Regions from separate parts of the Mus musculus genome. Here region 2 is linked to region 1. Evidence: chromatin contacts called from public Hi-C data. All regions are on one chromosome and are shown on one strand. Each heading gives the region's core, a stretch centred on a gene start, on an enhancer-like site or on the middle of the called end of the contact. The rest is flanking DNA. Distances are from core to core; before and after follow the strand shown.

What was found. Hi-C and Micro-C count contacts between places; a contact is called where the count stands out from the background.
Region 2: a Hi-C map of liver shows a contact between it and region 1, with 2.3 times the contacts expected there. The contact joins two enhancer-like sites. A contact is called at or near these places in 2 of 39 promoter capture datasets (the SN4741 cell line and stem cell-derived epiblast-like cells), 3 of 15 datasets of contacts at CTCF or cohesin (the NIH/3T3 cell line, large pre-B cells and pro-B cells), 15 of 484 Hi-C or Micro-C datasets (the HL-1 cell line, the HPC-7 cell line, the N1E-115 cell line and 10 more), 15 of 115 datasets of contacts at active chromatin or transcription factors (the HPC-7 cell line, SST interneurons, astrocytes and 10 more) and 4 of 9 other capture datasets (adipose tissue, embryonic stem cells, liver and 1 more).

The regions. Positions count from the first base shown.
Region 1 is chr17:87,314,864-87,320,112 of GRCm38.p6, forward strand. The region is part of intron 5 of Ttc7 (tetratricopeptide repeat domain 7); the gene reads left to right. Among named protein-coding and RNA genes, the nearest start is that of Gm52284, 10 kb to the left of the region's middle. Within about 2 kb of position 2,523, at least 72 of the 459 cell types and tissues checked have an H3K27ac peak or open chromatin away from gene starts, as enhancers often do. A contact at or near this core is called in liver, where this site is marked.
Region 2 is chr17:87,476,759-87,482,007 of GRCm38.p6, forward strand. No RefSeq gene overlaps it. Among named protein-coding and RNA genes, the nearest start is that of Gm30938, 4.8 kb to the left of the region's middle. Within about 2 kb of position 1,988, at least 32 of the 459 cell types and tissues checked have an H3K27ac peak or open chromatin away from gene starts, as enhancers often do. A contact at or near this core is called in liver, where this site is marked.

The DNA of each region.
Region 1 (5,249 bases), core at 1,273-3,772:
TTCACTTGATCCCCACAGCTTCTCTCATATTCTGATCTTCCAGAAACCTCCGCCCCTTTCATGCTGGCCAAGTCTGGTGCCCGATTACTCATATGTCTGAGTGACATTCACTTTTTCCAGGGGCCTTGCCCTGTTGATTTAGCAGCTGATTCCCTCCAGATGGTCCTGTCTTTTGTGTTATGGTAATAGTGCTTCCTAACGGAGCTCAACTAGAAAGCCTGAGCAGAAAAAAACATCCCATGAACAGGATGGGGGCCAGAGAGCCTGCAGCTTCACTTCCCCTCGGAGCCACGAGAGGGCAGTCATGGATTCCAATTGGAGTCCGGCCCCAGGCGGTTCTTTGGTACCTGAGCCTCCGGGAGGGGGCACCTACTGAATGCTGGAGGAGGGCTTTGGTAGCCAACTGGACCTAGAGTCCTGCCTGTAGAGGAGCCCCAGGAAGAAACCTGGGCCTGCAGGGAGCAGCTCCAGGGGTTAGGCAGAGGACTGGGAGGAGGGTAAGGCTCACGACCTGAGCTGGGGAAGCTGGCAGCCCTGTCTCTGACCACAGCAGGCCTGAGAGCCCTCCCTCAGGCACCTGCCAAAAACAGGAACAGGAACAACTCTGCCCCAAAACCCATCACAGGCACGGGGACGGTTTCTTCTCTGGGTTGTTCCCCTTCTTTCTGCCTAGAGCTGGCAGAACCCATTTTCTGCTTAGGTCGAGGTGCGTTTGAGCCAGGTGGTCTGTGTATTTTATCATGCATTGCTTTAATCCCTAAGGCAACAGGTATTTCACACTGCACCCCAAACAAGAGAACAGGTGCTTTCCAAGGGGGTCGCCTCGCTGCTGCCCCTGCCTAGGTGGCTCCTTTAGCCCTGTAATCAATGAATCAGTCAATCAATAAATCAACCCCATTCTCCCAAGTTGCCCTAACTTGTCTGCCGGGAGTAAACTCTGAAGGCGAAGTGCACTTTAGGTTATCAGCGGTGGTCTTGCTTTTAGCGGCCACGTGCGTGTTTGTGTCTGCAGGCCTGGGGGAGGGGTACAAGTTGTTCTCACTGGGTTCAACCTGGAAGGCTCACTAGCAAAGCTTGTGTTGTCTCCCAGTTTTCTGTGTCTGCTTTGGGGGTGGGGGTGGGGGACAGGAGGACCTCTCTGAGGGCACGGCCTGTATCTGTTGTTTGTGCCCACTTCCCCAACGGCGTGAAGTGCTGCCTGACATCCTCTGTCTTTCATGCTCGGCTTGACTGTCAAGGTGGAAGTTTTGGTTTTGAGGCCGGTGATTTGGGTCTGTGGTGAAAATGAGCATCTGGATAATGGTTGAACGTCACCCGACCTTGTCCTCCAGTGGCCTCACTATTCTGGGTACTTGACCAGAGATCCCTCATGGACGTGCCAGCCCTCAAATGGAGACGTCTAACTAGAGTTGTATGTAGTATCCTCTCGACGACCAATTCTTACTAATATATCATTTTATTTCAAATCATACTCTCACCATTAAGCACCTACTGTGTGCAAAACACTTGTTTTTGACGAGTTCCCAGGAAATGAGGTGAACAGCAGGAGGCAGACTACTTATCTGTGGCCGTGGGTGCGATAGTCAGTCAGTCCGATAGTCAGTCAGTCCCTCAGCCTCTCTCGTTTGCTTCATGATGACTGCCAATGACAAACAGTGCAGCTGACCAGGTACTGAGCGTGCAGAAGGCACTTTGTAAATGGCATAGCGAACAAACGGAGTGCCAGGAGCCCTGGAGCACAGATGGCCAGTAGAGGGAAGTGTGAGAGTTTGTGAGAAGACCGCCGTTGTCTTTCTCCAGGGACTCAGAGCTGAAAGTGCTGGGTGTCTGTCGGCCATTGGCCTTGGGCACGTGATGCCCAGAAAGACAGGCATTGTCCAGGCTTAAGTTTTCTATTAGAAGGGGTTGGGGTGCGAGTATTTTATTTAGTTACGTATATTTGCTGGTGTCAGGAGGAATTGCAGGTCCCCTACACACTTGGCAAGTGCTCTACCATGGAGCTGCAGCCTCTCCCACAATAGTAATTTCTTTTTTGAGAGAGAGAGAGAGAAAGAGAGAGAGAGAGAGAGAGAGAGAGAGAGAGAGAGAGAGGATTTCTGTAGCCCTGGCTGTCCTGGAATTCACTCTGTAGACCAGGCTGGCCTTGAACTCACGGATCTGCTTGTCCCTACCTCCCGAGTGCTGGGATTAGAGGTGTGAGCCACTATCACAAGCTCACACTAGTCATTTCTTCAGAGCATTATGGGTATCAGGAGTTCTGCTTGAACTGGGGTAATGAAGCCTTATGAGAAATTTTGAAGGCTGAAAACTGTCAAGGGCTTTGGAAAATGTGCTGCACTGCTGGCTGTGGGGGTAGGGGGACTGCTGTCCTACTACGTCCCACCTTCCTCCTGGAGTCCTATGCTAGCTGAGCTGCTAACACCCCCACCACCCGCCTCTTGGCCAGTTGGACCTGACCTTAGTTGCAATAACCGGCTTCCTGGCTTCTCCTCATGCAGCCCGTTTCTGGGCCAGGGTTTGTTTGAGGCTCTGTTTGGATACTGTTAAAAGTGGGCAGCTTGGCTCACAAAGGTCATCAGGAGAGACCAGAACAAAGAGATCTTTCAAGCTGGCTTCTCACTGGGCAGCCAGAAAGGGCCAGGGAAAACCCCAGCTCCACCCGGCACAGACAGCTGCAGGTTGGGCTAGGTTTGCTCAGGCTGTGGCTGTCTGAGCCGTTTGAGAATGCCCCCACCTAGACATTTCTTAGAGGGGCAAGCTGAGGCAAGGGGTATTCTTAGCACGGGAGAGCCAGGCAACCCAGGCAAGGATTCCAAATCTCCTGTGTGGCCCTGGCCACTGGAACCTCTTGTATGGATTGTTTCTTTAAAAGCGGTCGATATAAATTAGGATTTACTCAAAACATGCCTGAGGGCGATGATTTACTTAGCAAAAGAGTTCTCAGGAGCCTGTTCAGATGTCAAAATCTCTTACAGATCTGAAAATTATTTAAAAAGCTAGCAGACCTTTGGGATGTAGGGTTGTGTTTGAATGCAGCATTTCGTCCCCGTGTGTCCTGGGAGTGGTCAGTGCTTAGATGTCAGCCCCATGTGTCCTGGGAGTGGTCAGTGCCTAGATGTCAGCCCCGTGTGTCCTGGGAGTGGTCAGTGCCTAGATGTCAGCACCCCTTCCCCAGCGTCCGTCCGGGAGTGGCCTGTCTGCTGGTCCTGGCATGTGAAGCCTCTTTGGCAGTGACAGAGAGGACAGTCCCTCCTGTGGCTGGGGAAGAAGAGACATTAGGCACTGTTGGCTCCTGCCTCCTGGTAGCAGCCCGAGCCAGGCTGCCAAGGAAGAGGCTGCCAGGCCTCCCGTAGAGTGGAAAATCACCCACAGCCCCAGGAGTGGCCTGCCTCTTCAGAGCCACGGAGTTCTAGGCAGCCCCAGGGACCAGCCTGCCTCAGCCTGTGGACGCAGCGTCCACCCTCCTCCCTAACCCTCTCCCCACCTCATGTCCTTTTTTTCTTTCTCCTATAATCCACTGCATTCAGTTTGTATTTAATATATGCCCCTGGGTGTGGGACCATCCACTGGCATCCACTGGTCAAACCAGTAGCCACACCCTTAAAGAAAACCAACTCTCCCTTCTCCAGAAGAGAAGTTATCACCTGTCAATAACTCCTCAGTTAGGGATGGGGGTTCATGGGCATCTCCTCCATCCGTGCTAGAGTGTGGTCGGGCTTCATTTTGTTCATGCAACCACAGATGCTGTGAGATCACGAGTTACAGAAGTCCTGTCAATCTAGAAAATACTGCTTCGGTCTGGTCCTCTCTGGCCTCTGGCTCTTATGAATCTTTCTGTCTCCTCTTTGATAATGACTCTTGAGTTTTGATGAGGGGTGGGGGCATAGAACTTGCATTTCTTTTCTACATTTCTTTAGATTTATTTGTTTTTTACATGTATGAGTATTTTACTTGCATGTATGTATGACATATGTTTACCTATGGAGGTCAGAAGAGGGGGTCAGCCAGGCATGGTGGTACACGCCTTTAATCCCAGCACTTGGGAGGCAGAGGCAGGCGGATTTCTGAGTTCGAGGCCAGCCTGATCTACAGAGTGAGGTCCAGGATAGTCAGGACTACACAGAGAAACCCTGTCTCGAAGAAAAACAAACAAACAAACAAAAAACCAAAAAAAAAAAAAAAAAAAAAAAAAAGAAAGAAAGAAAGAAAGAAAGAAAGAAAGAAAGAAAGAAAGAAAGAAAAGGGGGTCAGGTTGTGAGCCACCTGTGGGTGCTGGAAACTGAACCTGGGTTCTGTGTAAGAACAGTAGGTGTTCTTAACCATTGAGCCATCTTCCCAGCCCCTGGGTTCTGTGTAACAGCAGTAGGTGTTCTTAACCATTGAGCCACCTTCCCAGCCCCTGAACTTTCATGTCTAACAAGTCCTTGAGACTTGTTAGACTGTTGGTCCAAGAACTGACAGTTCTTTGAAAAGCTCAGGTCTGAGGCCTCATTTCCTACCGTGTAGACAGAGGGCCTTTAGTAATAAGCATATCGGAATTAAGTGGCACACACACTAGCTTGTAAAAATTACTTCTCTGCTTAAAAATACTTCTGTGCTTAATATATTTTGAGACACAAAAACAAAAACCACCAACAAACCCATGATTTCAAGTATTTGTTTTTAAATTAGAGTGAGATATCTACTAAATAAAAAAAGGAAGATAGCCAGGCATGGTGGCACACGCCTTTAGTCCCAGCACTCGGGAGGCAGAGGCAGGCAGATTTCTGAGTTCAAGGCCAGCCTGGTCTACAGAGTGAGCTCCAGGACAGTCAGGGCTATACAGAGAAACCCTGTCTCGAAAAACAAAACAAAACAAAACAGAACAAAAGAAGGAAGATATAGATATACCCAAAAGTATTACCTAAACAATAATACTTGGGATGGACTAGTAGTAACATCTGAGAATGTAGCATGCCAACAGGAATCTGCAGACACTGGGCTGAGCATAAGCCTGTATTTTGCAGATGAGAGCATGGCCACAGAGGTAAGCTTGCTTCCCTGATATGGGACAGGGGTAGGAACATTGTCTTGAGCTATCAGGAGGCTGAGGTCCCCTGCCTGCTCTGTGCTGGCTTCTTCTGCTTGTTGGCTGACCTAACTCCAGGCCTCTTTGTCTACATTCTTATGCTTACACACAAAGGTCTGCATTTATAACCTTGGGAGCTTGTGTGGGTTTGTTGTTGTTTGTTTGTTTGTTTTAAGTTTCC
Region 2 (5,249 bases), core at 738-3,237, 160 kb after region 1:
CAACACTCAGGAGGCAGAGGCAGGCAGATCTCTGAGTTCGAGGCCAGCCTGGTCTACAGAGTGAGTTCCAGGACAGCCAGGGCTACATAGAGAAACCCTGCAAAAACCAAACCAACCAAGCAAAACCACTAATTTGTTTAGAGTGTGTGTGCCTGTGTGTGCAGGTACATCTGTGTGCAGGTACACACACACACACACACACACACACACACACACACACACACTGATGCATATGCATATGGAAGCAGAGAATCATGTCCATTTGATTAGACCGGCTGCCCAGCAAGCCCTGGAATCCTTCTACTCCACCTCCCCAGCTCCGGGATTGTAGGTACACAGTACCATGCCTGACTACTCAGCTCCCCAGCTCCGGGATTGTAGGTGCACAGTACCATGCCTGACTACTCAGCTCCCCAGCTCCGGGATTGTAGGTGCACAGTACCATGCCTGACTACTCACCTCCCCAGCTCCGGGATTGTAGGTGCACAGTACCATGCCTGACTACTCACCTCCCCAGCTCCGGGATTGTAGGTGCACAGTACCTTGCCTGACTACTCAGCTCCCCAGCTCCGGGATTGTAGGTGCACAGTACCATGCCTGACTACTCACCTCCCCAGCTCCGGGATTGTAGGTGCACAGTACCATGCCTGACTACTCACCTCCCCAGCTCCGGGATTGTAGGTACACAGTACCATGCCTGACCTTTACATGGGAATTGGGAACTTTACCGTCTAACCCAGTGGTTCTCAAACTGGGTTGCAACCCCTTTAGGAGTTGCATATATCAGATGTCTACATTACAATTCATATTAGTTGAGGATGTATCCTGTCCAAGGCTATCCTGGCCTCCATAGCAAGACTTTAAAAACCATGTTTATTTTGAAAAACAATTCTTTAACACGAGCAGCCTTTCCGTCAGATTTCTCCCTCATTACCTCCCAGAGAAATGGAGGCTTTCTCCCAGCTGCTACTTACAGCATCTTATTGTCGGGGAAGTGACAGCCTGTGAAGAGAAGAACGTCCCCGGAGCCCGAGAACGTCAGAGGCAAGCTCCAGCATAAGCCTCTTTGATTTATTCCTGTTCCCAAGAGGGAGCTGGGAAAGAGATGACACTCGGTCTATTTTCTTCTAGAACACGACCCACGGCCGAGTGTCTGGTGAGTTACGACGGCGCTCGTCCACGCCCCACCCACCCCTTCCTCACCCATCCAGCCTGGCACTCTGTCATTTGATGCAGCCCCCATGCATTTCCTGGAAAAGGTGTTTGGCTTCCTCTGACAATGGTAGGAAACTTGGTTAGAAGTTAGTGTTAACGAGGTCACCTTGAATTAGCCAGACAAGACAATCTCAGAACAACTTCCTGACTCCGGGACTGTCTAACTCCTGATTGAGTCTGTAGGCCTACAAAGGCAAAAGCCGACTTATGACTGATGGCTCGGCTAGAAAAATAGCCCAGATTCTATTGCCTAAGCTAGGAGTGATAGTCTCTTTATCCACTCTGACAGGTACAAAGGACAGCAACACACCCAGACAACTCAGGGACTGCTTGCCCACTTCTAGACAGGAGAGGAGTCTAAATGGCATGAGGAAGTCACTCTGAGGCTCCTTCTAGGCTGTCTCCATTATCCACAATGATTAAATAGAGCTGGCCCTGCTCAGTTCTTAAATCACACAGGATACCTGGACTTTGTTGCGCTACCCCTGAGTAGCCATGCTACAAAAGCTTTTCTCTCCATGTGGAAGAATATTGGTCCACAAGGCTGGGTGTGGTTTTGTTCAGCTTTCTCATGCACCAATATTATTTTTTCTGTCGAATCTCATGCCTGGAGCTAACGAAATTCAAAACTGGGCTCCCAATGCGTTAAGGGCTGGCTCTGTGGTCTCCAGGATCAGAGTTTCCTGAGTGAGACGCTGGGGAAGCCTGCCCTGGAAGGGTTGAGCGGACCATATGCAGCTCTCTCCCTCCAGGCCTCTGATCGCATCAGACTGCCAGCTGCAGATGGGCTCAGGTGCTGGGCACAGAGCCCAGGCTGGAGCAAGGCTAAATGCAGCCTAAGGGATAGACAGGGCTTTCAGTAGAATCTGAATGCAAGCCGGGCGTGCTAATGCGCCTCTGTTATCCCACCCCTCAGGACATTGGAGCAAGAGGATAGAGAGTTCAAGGCCAGCCTGGACTACATAGAGACTTCTAGGCCAGTATGAGCTACAGAGGGAGACCCTGGCCTCAAGCCCAAAACAAACTAACAAATTCTGGGACTTTGTCTGCCAGTAGGGAGGGGAAGCTAGGTCTGTAGAGAGAGAGGAAGGGAATCTATCTAGGAAAACAATATACGGAAATCAGAAGGTTGGAGCTAAAAGTAAACTCAGAAAGCAAGCAAAAAAAAATCCCAGCCAATAGATATTTGCTCAAAGTATCAAGACAGGTCAGTCGAAAGGGGTGGATCCTGTCAACAAATGGCAAAGAAGTGTTTGACTATGTGCAACATGAACCTCAACCACTGCTCATCCTAAACAGAAGGATTCATTAGAATTGATCTGTAAATGTTGAAACTATGAAAACAACATAAGATAAAATATTAGCCTCCTTGAATTTGGGGGAAAACTCTTAGTGTAATGATGATACCATACTTAATGCCACTGAACTACACACTTAAAAATGTTTAAAATAGTCTGGGAGGTGGTGGTGCATGTCTTTAACTGTAGCACTTCAGAGGCAGAGGCAGGGGGGATCTCTGAGTTCGAGGCCAGGCTAGTCTACAGAGTGAGTTCCAGGACAGCCAGGTCTACATAGAGAGACTCTGTCTCAAAAACCCAAAACAACAACAACAAAATATTAAAATAGTGGAATTTATGATACCTATATTTTACATACACACACACACAGACACGCACATGTCTATTCCAGAATATCTTTTGTTCTGTTATTTGCCAAGAAAAAAAGCATGACTGTGGACACCCCCACCCCCTCAGCATATTAGACTTCACCCAAACTGTAAGTCTTTCAGGTACAGTGGTTCATGTTTGTAATTTCAGCATCAGGAGAAAAGGGCAGAAGGTTCTTTGCAACTCTGAAGCCAGTCTGGTATGTGTAGAAAGTTCTGTGCCAGTCAGGGACAGGCAGAGACCCCACCTCAATTTAAAAGAAAAGAAAAAAAGGGAAACCTTGGTTCATCAAAAGACTCAAAAGTGAAAGAGATGAGAAAACTTAGAAAACTGACAAAAAACTTAGAATATATAAAGAGTTCTTACAACTCAACAATAAGAAAAGTAACCCAATTTTGATCTAGTGGGACGGCTCAGAGGGTAAAGCATTTCCTATGTAAGCTTTACAATCCGAGCTGGATGCACGGAGCCCACGGGGTCTCACATGGAAAAGAGAACTACTCTAGGAGCTGTCCTTTGACCATTACGTTACCCCCACACTGTGGCATTGGTGGCACACACATGACATACACATGTGCACACACACCTGAGCACACACCCCGACAAGAATGAGTATGATAAACAAAACTAAAAATAAAAGAAAAATACCTCAGTTTTTAAAAATTGAGCCAAAGTTTTTGGCAAATATCTCCTGTAGGGTTCAAAGACAGCAAATAGACACGCAAAAGGACCTTTGCATAGCTAGTCATTAGATACAAAAAATGCAAATTAAAAGCTAATGAGAAGCTACTGTGAACCTACCAAAATGGCTAAAATTAAATTCTATATCAAAGATTTGGGGAGTGACTGAACATCTTGTATGCTATAGCTGGAGACGTAGAAAGGTCCAACCACTTTGCTAAATAGTCTGGCCATTTCTCATAAAGTTGAACACATTTGAGCTACATGACCCAGATTTTCTCTCTTCCTAAGAAAGGGAGAACATGTCTGTGTGGAAGACTCATACTTGGAGGCTCATAGTGAGCTTATTTGTAACGGTCAAATATTGTAAGCAATACAAATGTTAACGGAGAGACACGTTTTTAGTATTTGGAATGAGCTATTATTACATGTCGCTGCAACAGGGGCAAACTTCAAAATAATTGTGCTGACTTAAAGAAAAAAAGGAAAAGAATACATGCTGTCTACTTCCATATATAAAACTCTAAAATGCAAATGAACCTGTAATGTCAGAAAGCAGACAATTGCTTGTCTAGGAACAGAATGAGGCGGACAGTGCAGGGTGGGTGACCAAGGACACAGGAAGCTTCGGGGGTGATGGACACATTCATTATCTTGATTGCAGAAATGGTTTCATGGGTGATTTATATGCCTGAACCCATTAAACTGTGTTCTTTAAATATGTGTATCTCACTATCTGCTGGTTATGAATCAATAAAGCCTTTCAAAAAGGAAGGACACCCTTCTCTCTGCTATGAGTGAACAGAAATCAAGCTAGAATGTGGGCTTCGGGGCTCCACTGGGTTTGGATTCAGTCTCCATAACCTACTTACAGGCTGTGTGACCTGCCTAAATCACAGAGCCTCTCTATGTACGTACACACACACACACACACACACACACACACACACACACACACACACACGTATATGTATAAATACCTGGTGTAGTGGTATATACCTTTAATCCCAGCACTTGGGAGGCAGAGGAAGGTGAATCGCTGTGAATTTGAGGCCAACCTGCTCTACATAGTTCCAGGACAGCCAGAGCTACATCTTGTCTTAAACAAAAAGTAAAATAATAAAATAAACTAATTTCTGTATGACTAAAACACTCAGACGCTCCTCTGCCTCAAAGACTGATATTTTGTGGTATGTTCTGACTAGCTTGAGACTGGTCCCAGGTTTAGATACCGCTGGGGCGACAGGTAGGTAGATAAACCCGAATGGAAGTGAGTGGGTGCCGTGTGGGGATCCATCTTGGACTTCCAGGTTTCTAGCCAACACCTGTGACTGCAGTGGCCAAGTTGTAAGCCACGACTGTCCCTCTTGCACAGAGGGTCTTTCTGGTACACTAGCGGGGTAGCTTTTCAGCATTCTACAGTTTTCCAGTTAACTGCCCTCCTTCTGAGCTCACACTGTGTTACCAGAAAAGTCCCTCGGTCCTCAATCCCTGCCCCAGAACTGCAGAAGGGCACCAGAAACTAGTGGAGGTTGTGAAGTCAGCAGGGAACAGTGACAGGCCTGGGCAGACATCTGGATTGGTTGGGTGGAGGGTAGCCAGTCAGGAGAGAGAGCAGCATTCTCAGAAGCCACTGTGGGATCAAGTAAGCTGCAGAGGAAGAGTGGGCCCAGGCTATCCTAGTCT